Regions from separate parts of the Mus musculus genome. Here all the other regions are linked to region 1. The links are chromatin contacts, called in public ChIA-PET and Micro-C maps. All regions are on one chromosome and are shown on one strand. The core of a region is the stretch at or near the end of the contact, and the rest is flanking DNA. Distances in the headings are between cores, read along the strand shown. Region 1 has its middle 57 kb from the start of 1700027A15Rik. Region 2 overlaps Gm31047 (a long non-coding RNA gene). Region 3 overlaps Gm31137 (a long non-coding RNA gene).

Region 1 (5,139 bases), core at 1,978-4,477:
ACAAAATGTCCTAAGTTGCAGTGGGTGACATGTCTGCGCGGCTGGTTGCCGGCTCCCCTCCAAACGCAGACTCTAGCCATCTGCTTGGCCAACTCTTCTTGGTGGCAGCTGGTCAATAGGACCCAGCAGAGACCAGGCAAGAAGCTTGGAGAGCTTCAGGCGAGAGAGATGGGAGAAGAGGGGCAGAACAGGTTATCTTTCTTTCCTCCCAAAGCCCTTGAGTGCTCCTTGACATTCCTTCCTGCCAGAGGTAGAGGGTTTGAGAAGTAGTGTCCCTCAGATTGGGGGAGGGGGGCTTCAAGGGCAGGCACTGCACACAGAGCTATTTCCACCTTCTAGAAAACGTGGCTTACCACCTAGCATGGAAAGAAATGGGGTGTTGGTGGGAACAGGAGCAGATGCATAATCTAGGGTTTATTTAAGATGAAAGGACGGGCCCTGAGTCCCACCTATTGGAGCCCTCACATGCCATCCTATCATGCTGATTCCTTTCTGTGTTAATGGTATTTCTACGTGGCCATTTCAGCCTCCTCTGATAACAAGGTCTTTCCAGACCTCAGCAGACAAGTATGTCCAGAAATGGCTGCTCTGAACCTTTCCAGATGTGAGATTCAGAAGATAACCAGAGGAAGGCCATTTGGTTCAGCACTTTCAGGCCAAGGAATTACAAGTCTCCATTCTCAAGCTAGCAGCAGCTGTCCTTATCCATGATCTCTTCTAAAGGAGCGCCACATAAAGTCAACAGAGTGCTGCCCTGCTCCATAATAGAATCCAACAGGGTCTCAGGCTTCTCCCATCTCTTCTTACAGCCTGTGTCTTTTCTGCTAATTGGACAGCACTTTATTTCTTTAAATAACCCCAGACTACTTACTTAAACTGATGTTCGTAGCCCTTTGGGATCTTTATCTCCCAAGGCCATTTTACGACCTAGGCTGCAAGGTAACGTTTTTTTCACTAATGTTACAGGATTTATAGTCCTATGCATACAAAAATCCCAATGTCTACCAATAGTTTCCCCTTACTCATCACCCCCTGGGGAAGGTGTGCTAATGAAAACCATCACACAGGATGATTCAAACTTCCATGAAGTGGCTGAGTTTGTGGGCATGCTCAATGGGACGCCTCCATTTGCACTTTCCAAACAACTTCACAACTCAATTGTGCTGCCTGGATGGTTCCAAATTTCTCCTACTGAGCCTGATTTCCCTCCTACTTTTTTTTTCTTAATTATTAAAAACACAGGCCATCTGCCATCCCAGGAGGAGGAGGAGGAGATGGCCAGAGGGCCATAAATGGATCCTACATGATGCCAGGCTCATGATGTCTGTTTGCCCTGCCAAGGCAGCCTCAACCATCCCATCTAGATGGATGGTCTCTGCTATTCTTCTCTGGGGGATTTCTGTCCCTTCGCCGAAGAAAATCAGTTTAAAAGGATAAATACAAAGTGCTCACAGAATGGGTTAGGAGCAGAGAGGTCACCAAGAGAATCCCACAGAAGTCACCCCACCCTTACTTTCTCCCTTGGAAAGTCTGGCATTTGTATGACTTCCAGTCCCTGCTGACTCTGAAAATTCAGAGATCAGATTTCCATATTAAAGACTTCCACACTTCCTGGCTCTTCAGCATATTCATTTGCCTGAAGATTATAACCCAAGATTATAATCCCATAGTTTGAATGTAGCCAAATTTTACATTGTGCTTCATTCCCCTGTGAGTTCCAGAGCACCGATGGAAATAAAGAGTCTCCTTGACACAGAGATAGTTGATAGTGAGGCTAGCTTAACATGGAAATCTATGAACTTACAAAGGAAGCATTTGGTCTCCTACAAAAAGTTAGCCAATTTAAGAGTCGTAGACACAGGCTTTTGAGCCTTCCTCCACTGACAAAAGATCACAAGGCTTGCAGTGTTACAGAGTTAGAAACTAGACTTTCTAGCCAGCAAGCCCCAGAGTCCTTCCTATTCCAGTTATGGGTTCAGAGGATCCAAACTCAGATCTTCATGAATGTATGGTAAATGTCTTATTATACACACATCTCCCAGATCTTATACCTGGTTCTCACCACACACTTCAACTGGATTTGAACAGAATAGTAGATTCCTCTTTTACAGCACTATGAACCTAGGTGAGTTACTTAACTTTTTTTTAGTTTCTGAGCTAAACTTTAACTTCTCCATGCCTCAGTTTTCTTCTTTATAAAATGGGTATAACTATAATACTTTTATCACAGAATTGCTAGAATTATCTAATGAGTTGGTACATACAAAGCTTTTCAAGTAAGACCCAGTATACATGTAATGTTCTCATAGTTGCTGCTAGCTTAAACAAGATACACTTCCAGGGATGGGTCCCTTCTGGCTTGTACCTCAGTAGGATTCCATTTTTCTGCCCTGTGTCTGGGTGCCGGACAGTCTTCAGAGTCTGGAATCCTGTCTCTAGAGGTACAGATCAAGGAAGGCATATTGGCATGGGAGGCAAAGTGGCCAGAAGCCCAGGCAGGAGCCAGCACAGTGGAGGCTGGTAGTCTTGAACTCTTCACAGAGCAGGAAAGGTCTCCAGATTCACAGCATAAAGAGGCATCAACTAACACTGTGCTTCGGTGGTATAAATGTTACCCAGAATGCATAAGGCCCTGACTTCCATCCCCAGGGTACCTTAATTAATTAGTTAACTAATTAATCAACCAATCAATGCAATTTAAAAGATCCTAACAGATTTTGGAAATAAAGCTTTGGCTGGAAAGGACCTTACCGTCCACAATAGCTGATCGCAGTTGAGGGGTAGATCCAGCTCCCACTCTTTAGAATCTACGCTGACCTTAGAGACTTGGCCCAGGGAATATGGCAAAAGTAAAATCAAGGGCCTTTGGAAGTCAAGTCTTCAAAGCCTCTTTGGGGACTCTGCAATACTTTTTACATGGCAGCCCAAGGGCATAACAGAGTGCATCCAAAACCCAATAGGGGCCTAGATCCAATGTCATTATAAGAGAAAGGGGAGAGAGGTTTGATACAGAGAAGAAAAAAGAAATAAGAAAGGAAACTATGTAATGTCGAAAACAGAGGTGGGATTGCTACATGCCAGAGCTTGTTTCAGATTGTCAGAGACTCTGAGCATTTGGAAAAGGCAAGAAAGGAGTCTCCCCTTTTCTGCTTCCTTGACTTGCTCTCCTGTAAAGTCACAACTGTCTGGTCTTCCCCATCTCTGCCTTATCTACACCTTGCCATACATCCCTTATCTCTTGCCCCCAGATGTTCTACTCTGTCCATCCATTTCACATCTCATGCTCACGCATGGTCTCATGAAGGATGTGGTCTGTGTTTCCCCCTCTCCCTTCCCCATCTTCCCCGACCACCTGTTCCATCAGCACCAAATATTATTTATTACCAATCTAACCAACTTCATTTAGGGGACAAACTCCAGCCCTCACCCTCTTCCTGCCTCTTCAATCTGAGGTGGAGACATCTGGAAACAAGTTTAATAAAGTGGCTGACAGGCAGCTAGGTCCTGGAGCTTCTCAGGCAGGCCCCTGGGAGCCATTCCACAGAGGAAGCCGGAAGAAATGGGGCTAATGGACTGCTGGTCTCAAGGAGAATCCATTTGGCTGTTCCAGGATGGACAAGGGCTGCCTCCCCTCTACAACTCACAGGAGGAAGCTGCACCTGCAGAGAGGAAGGGAGAGTGAGTGGCTCCCGACCAAAGGTCCTCTACTCCCTTCCTGCTGAGCCCTCGACTCTTGAGGGAAATACTAAAACTCTCTAAGTCTCTGTCACTCAAAGATGGATTGGACCACATGGATTCGCAGACTGCTCTCTAATAGTCTAGAATCCTGGGATTGACCAAAGTCACCTGGTCAGAGACAGACAAAAAGAAAAGGCCAGCTAGCACCTGTCGAATCACCCATTGACAGGAACCCTGAGTTTTGAGTATTGTCTTGGGACATCAAGATAAATAAAGGAACTCACAGGTTAGAAGGAAAGCTATAGCATGTGTGCAAATCATTGCAAAGTCTTTCGTTGGAGCACTGAGCTATACGATTTTTTCCAGTAAAAAGCCAGTGAGTTTGTAGCCCAGCGGGACTAAGCTTCCATTTGAGGAAAAACAAGAGCTGAGCAAGGCCAGGTGCAATGATTGCCCCAAGCTCTGGGTGGTAGTCTGCCTACTCTGACTCCCACAGGAACTGAGGTACAGTCCCAACAAAGTAGGGGAAGAGTCAAAGGAAGCTTTCCTGAGGAAGAACTTGAATGGCATCCTGAATGGAAAGAAGAGGGTGTGGATTGTGTGGGCTTGATGAAAAGTAAAAACAAACAAACAAAAACCAGGACTCCTTGTTCAGATGTTTCAAGACACAGAAGATGAAACCAAACCTAAGACCCTTCCCAGCACTGCAGGGGTCCCATGCGTGAAACAACCTCACACTAGGGCACCCCTTGGGTACTTCATGGCATGAGTTCTTTGTCAGTATACTGCCTACACGGGCATCTGCCTATATAAGCTATGTGATTTATATCAGTACATTTCATGCTATCTACTGAAATGATACTTTAGCTCATGAGAAGGTTCGTACATAAAACATTAAATTAGGAAAGGAAGCCAAAGGCCATTTCTAAACCCAGCAAAGTTAGTCCACATCTCCTCCAGCACCATACACTTCCTGGCTCCCTCAGTATCTTTTAGACCCCTCTCAAAAGAAGATATGCAAAAAAAAAAAAAAGATTCTCACTTCCCAGCCATACTGAGAAACTCACATTGCCCTCTCTCTACCCTAATCACCATCCCCTGCCCAGCAAGAGTCCAGTCAAGTGGTTTCGCTGGGAATTCACTCTCTCCCAGTGACTGGGAAACAGCCTCTATCCCCTTTCTCCAGCTAACTAGAGAAGCAAGAAGTTATGGGTCCTGCATTGAATCCTGTCTCCCCCAAATTAGCAACTACTTGGAGCTAAAGGTAGCAATATAAAGAGGGAAAATCTGGTATAAACCTGGGGAGACCTGGCGCTGCAGATAACAAAGAGTCATTAATAGCACCCACTCCCAGCTTTCTGATCAGAAAGTGGGTATTTTAGTTCTTCCATCGAGGTGACTTTCCTATGTGTTTAACATTCCTGCTTTCTCCAATGTTTACCTGTGAGCACAAGGGCCTCC
Region 2 (5,139 bases), core at 1,179-3,678, 120 kb after region 1:
TCCAAGTAGTTTATTTTGCTTACTTTTTATCGTGTCTCTTGGAAGGCAACTCTTAAGATCTCTGGGTTCTTTCTTTTTTCTTGGCTGCATAGTATTTTATGGCAAGACTGAACTGTGGTTTATTTATCCAAGGTCCCTGTTGCTTGGGGTAGCCAAGAGTTAGAGAACAGGGCAGGGGGATGAAGGCTTTGGTGGGAAAGAACAGTAAAATGAGCAGGTACGAAGTTAGGCAAGCAGTGGGGAAGCAGGAAGTGCCTGGATTCCCAGGAGAAGTTCAAGAAACAAAGAACAGACAGACAGGCAGACAGACACCAGCTAGGGACACGTGAGAATGGAGGGGTTCTGAATACATTGTACGACATGGAGAAGAAAGAGTTGCTGAGGTGGCTCAGGGAGGCAAACCTTTGCCTCTAACCTCTCATCCCATGACTTCACAATTCCCTCCCCCCTCTCCTCTTTTTGCCAATCCACCTCTTTAAAACTGAACCCCACCTGAAAGAAAACAAACATGTTACTATTTATTCATGCAGGAAGGCCGGCTGGACACAATAAACACCAGCCTCGGCCTAATTAAGTGAAAGGACGGGGAGGTAATTCAAACCATCTCGGGAAAATATAATCTACCACTGAAGCAAATTCCCACCGTTCGGCAGTCAGGGAAAGGAGAGCAGCCTCCTTGCAGGTTCCCAAGCAGAGAGGGCTGAGAAGGGGGCAGCCAGACAAGAGGAGGTCAGTTTCTAGCCTGCAGGCTCCTCCCCACGCCCCACCCCTGTGCGGCTCACCTGAGCCCAGCACTTGCTCCTCTGAGCTCATTCACAGACTTGTCAGAGGAGCTCCCTTGCCAGCCTGGACTGTTCTGCTAATTCACCAGTGGAAAAATGGACCGGCTCAGATTCCAGGCTGGGGCAACCAGATACCCAGTGAAAATCTGGGCTTGGGGTATACATCTTTCTGCTCTAAGTCAAGGAGAGACTACAAATCAGGGATGCTCCAAATCAGACCCTCTTAAGGCTGTGCCATGGGCAGGATCAACACCTCCACTGGCTTTCCCTCAACCAAGAGACTGCAAGAGTCAGTGGCCAGTGTGAGTGCCCTAATTTGGTTTCTATTGCTGTGATAAAACAAGGACCAAAAGCAACTTGGGGAGGGAGGAGTTTATTTGGCTATTTGACATACAGGTTACAGCCCATCGTAAAGGGAAGCCAAGGCAGGAATTCAAGGCAGAAATCTGGAGACAAGCTAAAAAAGAAACCATAGAGGGGTGCTGTTCACTGGCTATTCCTCAAGGCTTGCTAAGTCTGCTCTCTTATAGCACCAGAGAATACCTGCCCAGGGGTGGCATAGCCCCCTCTCACATCAATCATTCATCAAGAAGACTCCCTACTGACTTACCTACAGGCAATCCGACAGAGATATTTTCCCAAGTTAACTCTAACTTATATCAAGTTGACAAAAATTGCCCAGGACAGCGATCTGAGGATGGTCTCTGGCTTTCACTGAGGACAGTTGACAGACAAAACCAACTAACTGTAATTTTGCACATTTCCCTCCCAACTATGGGGAGTTAGACCCCATAGACACTCAGGTTCAAGTCCCAAAAACCTCTACACTAAAAAACATGCCAAGGTAGGTCAATCTCTTTTTGCCTGGTTTTTTCCTAGTTATTAATCCCTAAAACCAGGGGAATATTCTACCCATGCAAAGCTGCTGAGTCCATGAATAGAATTAAGTAGTCCTTTCCTCTATAGAAGGCCTTTGCTACCCACCCAGCCTGCCTCGTCCCTTCTTTCATGACCCGGTATAACAGTGGGTGATTGATGGAACCTAAGCAGGCCTCCACCTGCTATGAACTGTCCCCAGAGCCAGCTGTCTCATGAGTCATTCTTCCGGGTTCTGAGGGCTTTGTGATCTGCTCGCAGCAGTGGCTGTCAATCTTCCTCCCTCAAACCCACATAGGGCCAAGGTCCCAACCGACCATCTGAAGCCTAGCTGTCCATTCTGGGAGGTTGGCACGCGGGAAGTCATGGTCTGGTCCCAAGAGCACAGCCAAAGTGCAGCCTTCACTCTTTATCCTCTCCAGGGTGAGAGAACAGCCACAGAAGGTGCTTTCATGCCATTACCATTGCTGGCTTTTCCCTCACCCTGCTCCCCATGGGGCACTGCGCCCCCTCACCCCTGCTCCCCATGGGGCACTGCGCCCCCTCACCCCTGCTCCCCATGGGGCACTTCATCCCTTCGATTGACCTGGCCTCCAGCTCTATCTTTCAGCCATTGCATCACCTCTAGGTCCAGTCTCTGGACCCTTTCCCAGGTCACCACACAGCATCTTCGCTCCTGTTCCATGAGGATGACTGTACTCAGCTGCTCTGTCCAACACAGACAGGAAAAACGGGAGATGGCCTCAGGAGCCCTCTCTGGGAACTATTTTTAGACTCCCCTATCCTAACTGAGCATCTTTGCGGTGCCATCTAAAACTCTCCATGACTCTAAAGGTGTTATCACCGGCAGTGTTTTCCAGAAGCACATTGGGCAAGAACTAAAGCCACCGTCCAGACACAGTACTGGGGCACCCTCTGAGAGCTTAAGGCTAGGCAGGGAGTGCCCATGGCTGTCTGTAGGCTCATCCTCACTTGGCATATCTTTTTCTTGGCACTGAGGATAAAGTTAAATTGTCCTTATTTCTCTAGATAGTCTTGGAATTTTTTCCCCAAGTCTTCTAAAGAAATTAACAGATACTTCACAGATTATCCAGAAGCATCCAAGGACCCTGAGATAGAGGTGATTCTGATGCCACAGACCTTATAACCACGGCCCTTCATGCTCCACCCCATTATCTTTGTGCCCTGAGGACTGGGGATGTGACTCAGTGGCAACATGGCTGTGCACCATGCACTAGGCCTGGGGTTCCATCCATAGAACTGCAGAAATAAAAAAAGAAAGTGCTTGCTTAGAGATACTCTAGACTGAGGAAGCCAGACCCATGCCATAGGTGAACACTTTCCTTTGCTGGGTTCAGTGGCACACGCTTGCAGTCTCAGTGCTTAAGGGACCATCTGTGTTTATGCAGCGAAAGTCTGTCTCAACAGCAACAAGAACAATAGCAATAATAAGCCTGGTTCGGGGGGAAATTCCTGTACAAACAGTAGTGCCAGTCACTGAGCAAAAACCTTCATCATCTGGGATAAGGAGGGTAGGGAGAGACCACAGGTCCAAGATGGAAGGAAATAGGAAAAGCCTACTGATGGCATGTAGCTACTGGTGGGAGACCTGTAAGCCCAAGGCTAGACCTTGGCCTCCTTTATCCTGACGGATGAATGCAGCTGGTGTCTAAAGCAGGCTGGTGATGAGGATAGTTCAGTTGAACTCTTTGCAGCCAGACAAGCAGGCAGGACTCTTGAGATGAAGCCTTGGCACCAAGCAGAACTCATCATTTAGGGATGGACGTGTGTGCATCAGTCTGTGACATTCTCCTTACTCACCCAACTTGTGCTCCTGTCCACATCTACTGAGGGTCTCCATACCAAAGGCTCCCATGGTGAGGAGTCCTAATCCCCAGACCCACAGCTCTCTGAAAAAAACTCTAAACACCCTCTTAAAGGATTTTTCTCAGAGCCCTCTAACCTGCAGAGCAGTCAGGCCTTCCTATGGAAGTCCCTGCTGGGAGCCAGGGAGAACATAGTTGCCCCTTAAACATTTGTAAAGTCTGAGGCACTGTGGCAGGGAGCCAAGACAGGCACTGGAAGATGGTGTTGGCCTCAGGGGAGTAACCTTTGTGCGTCCATGAGGCATTCTTCAAGAGTTCAAAACATCTGTAGAGAAAATAGAGGCAGGACTAGCAGAGTCTACAAAGATAACTTTAGTGGGAGGAGAGAAAAGGAGATATTCTGAGGCCCTACTTTCCCCGGTCAAGCATATTCTAGACAGGATGACGGCACGGGTGTGCTTGAAGCTCCTCAGAGATCATGGGCAACTTCACAACTTCTACTTAGGCCCTCCTCGGGTCCTGTACAAAGGTATATGGCCACATCTGAACTGCCAAAGGGGATGGATAATGGATGGGTAGGTAAATTAATAAGTGGGGAGTAGATAGAGAGACAATGGATAGAAGGAAGGAAGGAAGGAAGGGAGGAAGGGAGGAAGGAAGGAAGGAAGGAAGGAAGGAAGGAAGGAAGGAAGGAAGGAAGGATAAATGTGTGAGTGGATGGATGATGGATGGATAGATAGATGAATGATGGTTGGATAAATGAATGTTTGAATGGTAGCTTGATAGATGATGGATGAGTAGATAATAATAATGAGGTGGGTGGATAAATGGATGGATGACAGATGGATAAATGGTGAGTAAATGAACACACTCATGCTTACATAAAGGATAGGTGGATATATTGGTGAGTGAATAGATAGATCAATGGCTTGGTAGGTGTTGCAAGTGGATAAGTAGTTAGCTGGGTGGGTGGATGAATGGAGTACTTTCATATGTAAATGGAAGGGTGGGGAGGTAAACAGACAGGTGGGTAGGTGCTGTGAATGAGTGGATAAATAGATGACAGTGGGTGGGTGGGTGGATGGATGGATAATGGATGGATCGATCGATCGATCGATGGATGGAGAACAATCTAAGGCAGTTTCTTAAATCTACTCTTGTTACTTGCTTTGGTATGCCAGGCACTGTATACTGAAAAAATAAATCTTGCTTTCATTGTCAGGAGGGATCAAATACATCTTTTCCTCTGAGTAAATGAGAATACTCGGAACCACCAAATTTACCTTTAGGTCTCTTATTAAAACCACTTGGTCAGTTATGCCCACCACCTCCCATCCATCAGTCCATCTGTAAAGAGGAAGGGCAGGGCAGTCAAAGATACGGGGAACAACAGCAGTGGGCGGGACATGGACTAAGCAGCCTACGTGAAGAGAGATGTCTCGGACACTGTTTCTCAACTAGGAGAAACAGCGCTCAGACATAGTGCCTCCCATCACTAAGACAACAACTGAGGGTACAAAACATGGTTGCAGCAAAGCACCTCCATGGGGCGTGAGTTCCAGAGCCAGTGTCTCATGAGAACAAGGTAACCTGTTGATTCCTTCCACTGGTGAATGCATCTGCCTCCTGCTAGCTCAATGACCTGTTTCAACTCC
Region 3 (5,139 bases), core at 1,565-4,064, 71 kb after region 1:
GGGCAGAAGCAGCAAGGTCTTCTTGTGGCTTTTGTCCCTGAAGGCCTTGAAGCAATGGTAAGGGGAATAATGGTGACACAAATAGAGAGACGCTGATCCTCAAAGCACTGGGTCTCCAGGAGAAGAGGAGCATTTGTGTGGATGTGACCAAATGTCTTTACTTATTGCTCCCACATGTTTTGAGAAGGGATCTCTCACTGAGCCCTGAGCTCATCAATTCAACTCTACTAACCGGCCAATGAGCTTCGAGGATCTTCCTGTCTCCATTACCAACCACATGTGTAACAGTCATATACCTGGCTTCTACATGGATTCTGAGAATCCAAACTCAGATCCAAGCTTGTGTTTGTAGAGCACTTACTCACTGAGCCATCTTTCTGGTTCCCGGAGATATGTTTTAAAGGATTTTGACAGATGGAGTTCAGAGACATTCTAGGCAGAAGGATCCATATGGTAAGCCATTGAGGTAGGGAGACAGAAGGCTCCTAGGAGAACAGGGATCCAAATATGACCACTTAATAAAAAAGAAAAAAAAAAGACATGAGCACACAACTCAGTAAAAGAGCCCTTAGACAGGACCATCAGGCCAAGTGCAAGGGGAAAGAAGAGTCAAAGAAGGTTTGGGAGCCCAAAGATCATAGATGAACCCTGAACATTAAGACAGCTAACTGGGATGGAATGAGAGGAGGCAGAAGACAGGTATCTAATGGTTATAAACCTTTAGAAAGACTAACACATTGTGTGTGTGTGTGTGTGTGTGTGCGCGCGCGCGCGCGCGTGTCCTAAAAAGTCTCCAACTCATGTTCACAAGCCCCATGTCTCCCTGAGGATCTTGAGGTAGTAAGTGGTTTCTGAGAAATGGAGAAACGTCTTCAATGGTGTGGCCACTGTTAAGTTGCTCAACCTTACTAAATACATCCTTACTCATGCTCTTAGAGGCAACTCTAATTAAACTCATTTGGTCACCAGAGCCAACACACAACCCAAAGTGTAAAAGCAGAAAGGGGGCTAGTTGAGAAGAGGAAGGGATGGGGGGAGTTGGAGGAGAACAGGAGAGTGTAATGGAGGTGACTATGATCAAAAGTACATTATAGACATATTTGAAAATGTCATAAGGAACCCCACCATTATATATAATTAATGTATGATAATTAAAACACTTGAAAAAATAAATTTTAACATCCATATCACAGGATATATCATGAGGGTATAACATATCTCCCACTTTTGTGTCTCCCATGCCACCTGAACATGACCAGAGAGGTGTCTTCCTCGTCCTCTGACTACCAAGTGCTGTCTGTCTTCCTGGTCCTTTTCTATCTCAGCCTTGGCTTCTCTCCATGGTGGTCACCATTCATCCTGCCCCTTCTTGCAAGCACCAGCCTTCCCTTCTTAAAGGATGAGTCTAAACCTCTGTGGCCTAGAATCTGGGCTGCCATGGGATTGTTTGATCAGCAGGTTAATACAGAAAATACTCTAGAACAGTCTAGATTTAGTCTTGAAAAGGATAAGCCATGTCTTCCTCACTTCCTCTAAAGAAATCCAGACTCCTAACAAGATCAACTCTCCTGAGCCCTCTACATTGTAGGGAAACCCGAGTTAGCCATTTGGAACAGCCACAGGGGGGAGAGGAAACTGATAGCCATTGCAAGGCCCAGGCATGCGGGATAAGGAACTGTCTTGAATGTTAAGCCAAGTTGAGCCTTCAGATGACTGCATCCCCAAGATCTATAGAAACACAATGGAACAAGTGAGTCCCAGTGAGGAACAGCACCCAGAAGAGCCTAAGGATTATAGTTTGGATAAGAAACATCCCCCAGAGGCTCATATGTTGAAACAATCCCCAATTGTTGTGTTACTGTTATATCATAGGGACATTTGCCTCATCAGTAAATTAATCCACTGATGAACTCGTAGCTGAATGGGCTGTATTAGGGGTTTCAGCCCAGGTGATCAAAATAAATCACTAGGGGCATGCTTTCCAAGAATAGATCTTGTCTTCAAGCACTTTCTGTCTGTCTATGCATCTGTCGGTCTTCCTAATTGCCTGCCTGTCTGCCCTCTGTTTATCTAGAGTGAGCCACCTGGCTCCACCATGTCTCCTCATCGATGCTGCTTTATCTCAGTATGCATGGGCGGGCCCACAGTGAAGGAACCCCATGGACTATCTACCACCTCTAAAATCTGAAATGAAAGTAAAACTGCCCTCCTTTTACGTGGTTTTCTTAGGTATTTATTGAAGTCAAAAGTGAATAACATTACCCCTCAAGGTACCAGAGTGTGAAAAAAAATGATTTCTGTTAAAAGCCAGTAAGTTTGGGAATAGTTTCATTTTTCCTCTGAAATATCCTTTCTCCTTCACCCTTGTACATCAGATGAAAGTCATGACTTCCTTGCTTGTCTGCCTTCTCCTCTCCAGGCTCATTTCTTCAGCCCTACCCTATAGCATGCAACAAAAAATGCCCCTTTGGATCATGGGAGTAACTTCCCACCCCCTGCATGGGTTCCAGTGTGCTTCCACAAAGCTGTATCTGTTGCTTCCATACCTCCGGGGGATAGGAGCGTGGGGGGTGGGGGGGACTTCTCCCATCTCCGAGGAAGAACTCTCAGGGACTGCCATTCACCTGCTAGGGAGTGGGTGGTATCTGGAAGGGGTTGCTGCCAGAGGCCACAGGAGCACTGACCTCTGGCCTTGGGAGCAACAGTAGCTGCTGTTGAAATGGGCCTTTGCCATGACCCGGTCCTGAGGGAGCATCTGCAGATGTGTGGTTGTCCCGGAATAGGCCATGGGAAAGTCCAAGAGCAGCCACGGCTGTTGACAAGCATCCCAGAATCCCACTGGAATGTGGTACCAGAATACACTGAGCACTAAGGTCTTGGGTTCTCTGCTATTTTCTTTTTTAATTTTTGGCTGGTCTCTCAGCTGGGAATTCATAACACTAAAATGACCTCAGAACAATCACTCCAAGCATGCCACTCCATTCCTACCTCTACCCCCCACCACTCCAACCCCCTACATAACTGACAACCAAAGTCACCTGGGATAAGACAGCACAAATCAACAAGGCCAGGAAACCAAACCTCCAAGACTAAGAGACCCTTGCTCAGGAAAGCAGACTGGGATCTAAATCCTAACTCTGTCATCAAATTCTTCAGGCAAGGCCAGAGCAACGCAAGTTACTCTGCAGTGGGTACTCTTGCTCGCTTGTCAACCCCAGCACAATCGGGTGTGACTGAAGGGATGGACTGTGGGACTACGCAAGGAACTCCAAGCAGAACAATGTTCCCAGACACGGAGCAAGTCATCTTCCATTTTGAGGAAAGAGATGATGGGAAAACAAGAGTTAATATGTGAAAAAAAAAAAGAAAAAAAAAAAAAAAAAAACCTCAATCCTGAGTTTTTCCCTTATAATCCATGAGCTAAGACTCTTTTCCATAATTTTCAATGGTTTGGAAAATAATGATTAGGCAAAGAAAAATAATATTTCATCATAAATAAACACGAAATTCAATTTTGCACTCATGAACAAAGGCTAGGGGGGGGCACATAGCCATTCACATACTAGAAACATTTGCAGCCACTCTTAAAATGTAGTGCAAGACTAAGCTCCTGCCACTAAGACTGCATGGGAGTTGTCACTCCAGGTGAGAGCCCTTGCCCAGCATGCCTTGGGATCTGGGTTCAAACTCAAGCACTACAAAGAAAGAACACAGATTATATGACTCATAAAGCAAAAATGGTTGCTTTGTGCTTGTGTGTGTGTGTGTGTGTGTTTGCTGGTTTCTGGCCTAACCCAACAACTAAAAAAATCTCCACCTTCCTTTCCTTTCCAATAGAAGCCTTTTAGAGTGTTATAAATCAACTTCATTGGTATAAATTGTTTATCTGATCTCATTTTTCGCCCTATAAGAAAGGAATTAGTTCAAAATGAGAAAGACTACAAAAAACATTTTTTAAGTATCAAAAAGGGAACTCCAAAGAAACTCTTAGTCTTCATTTTGATACTGTTAAGGCTTAGAACCATCAGAAAATGAGAAAGAAACATTTCTGAGTTCACCAGAGAGTCTATCACCAGACCCTGAATATTTATGCCTCCTTTGGAGCCTTGTCTTCCACATCTTATCCCCACTGGGACATGCACTCTAGAACAACATGGTGTCTCCGGTAGCCTTCTCGAAGCATCCACATACAGCTTACTCCAGCAGCAGACAGCACAGTACAATTTAGAACCAGACATAGCAATTGACATCCATCCCTCCCCACAAGCAGATGGCACTCAAGGATAAATCCATTCCACAAAATACATGTCAGTCACCATTGCATACACTAGCAAGATTTTGCTGAAAGGACCCAGATATAGCTGTCTCTTGTGAGACTATGCCGGGGCCTAGCAAACACAGAAGTGAATGATCACAGTCAGCTATTGGATGGGTCACACGGCCCCCAATGGAGGAGCTAGAGAAATTACCCAAGGAGCTAAAGGGATCTGCAACCCTATAGGAGGAACAACATTATGAACTAACCAGTACCCGGGAGCTCTTGTCTTTAGCTGCATATGTATCAAAAGATGGCCTAGTCGGCCATCACTGCAAAGAGAGGCCCATTGGACTTGCAAACTTTATATGCCCCAGTACAGGGGAACGCCAGGGCCAAAAAGGGGGAGTGGGTGGGTAGGGGATTGGGGGTGGGGGGTGGGTATGGGGGACCTTTGGGATAGCATTGAAAATGTAAACGAGGAAAATACCTAATTAAAAAAAATACATGTCAGCTACTTGCCATCTGTCTCTCAGTCGGTGTTTGCCTCTAACAGCAGATCTATTGAAAATATCAGTCTTAATGATTTTACTTCCCTGAACCTAAAGTGATACCTATTATGCCTAAGTCAGGATAAGCATTCAACTAGAGCCATTATCCTTTTCCCCTTCTCTTGGCGCCATGTACCTAGGAGGTGTAGAGTAGAATCCATGAACTAAGTATAGAGGTTCCCCAGAAAACTAAAAACAGAGCACATGGTCTAGCCATACCACTCCTATACCTAAAGGACTCTGAGGTAGCACACAACAGAGAAAACACTTATACACCTGTGCTGACTGTTGCCCTACAACAGCCAACACATGGACACTACCATGACTGATAGC

Evidence for each region. ChIA-PET counts read pairs in DNA pulled down with a chosen protein or histone mark. A called contact is a pair of places that touch in the nucleus more often than the background predicts.
Region 2: a Micro-C map of the G1E-ER4 cell line shows a contact between it and region 1, with 4 times the contacts expected there. The contact joins two enhancer-like sites. A contact is called at or near these places in 5 of 484 Hi-C or Micro-C datasets (the G1E-ER4 cell line, cerebellum, cerebral cortex and 2 more) and 3 of 115 datasets of contacts at active chromatin or transcription factors (all in embryonic stem cells).
Region 3: an SMC1A ChIA-PET map of the G1E-ER4 cell line shows a contact between it and region 1, with 32 read pairs. The contact joins two enhancer-like sites. A contact is called at or near these places in 3 of 39 promoter capture datasets (3T3-L1-derived adipocytes, maxillary cranial neural crest and second pharyngeal arch cranial neural crest), 1 of 15 datasets of contacts at CTCF or cohesin (the G1E-ER4 cell line), 2 of 484 Hi-C or Micro-C datasets (brain and cerebellar granule neurons), 1 of 115 datasets of contacts at active chromatin or transcription factors (embryonic stem cells) and 2 of 9 other capture datasets (adipose tissue and liver).

Annotation. Positions count from the first base shown.
Region 1 is chr1:73,070,854-73,075,992 of GRCm38.p6, reverse strand. No RefSeq gene overlaps it. Among named protein-coding and RNA genes, the nearest start is that of 1700027A15Rik, 57 kb to the right of the region's middle. Within about 2 kb of position 3,227, at least 7 of the 459 cell types and tissues checked have an H3K27ac peak or open chromatin away from gene starts, as enhancers often do. A contact at or near this core is called in the G1E-ER4 cell line, where this site is marked.
Region 2 is chr1:72,948,745-72,953,883 of GRCm38.p6, reverse strand. It overlaps Gm31047 (a long non-coding RNA gene), which reads right to left. Exons shown (of 5, transcript XR_001778985.2): 5 at 1,140-3,809. Among named protein-coding and RNA genes, the nearest start is that of Gm31047, 12 kb to the right of the region's middle. Within about 2 kb of position 2,428, at least 25 of the 459 cell types and tissues checked have an H3K27ac peak or open chromatin away from gene starts, as enhancers often do. A contact at or near this core is called in the G1E-ER4 cell line, where this site is marked.
Region 3 is chr1:72,999,781-73,004,919 of GRCm38.p6, reverse strand. Gm31137 (a long non-coding RNA gene) reads right to left here. Exons shown (of 3, transcript XR_373508.3): 2 at 362-485. Among named protein-coding and RNA genes, the nearest start is that of Tnp1, 14 kb to the left of the region's middle. Within about 2 kb of position 2,814, at least 5 of the 459 cell types and tissues checked have an H3K27ac peak or open chromatin away from gene starts, as enhancers often do. A contact at or near this core is called in the G1E-ER4 cell line, where this site is marked.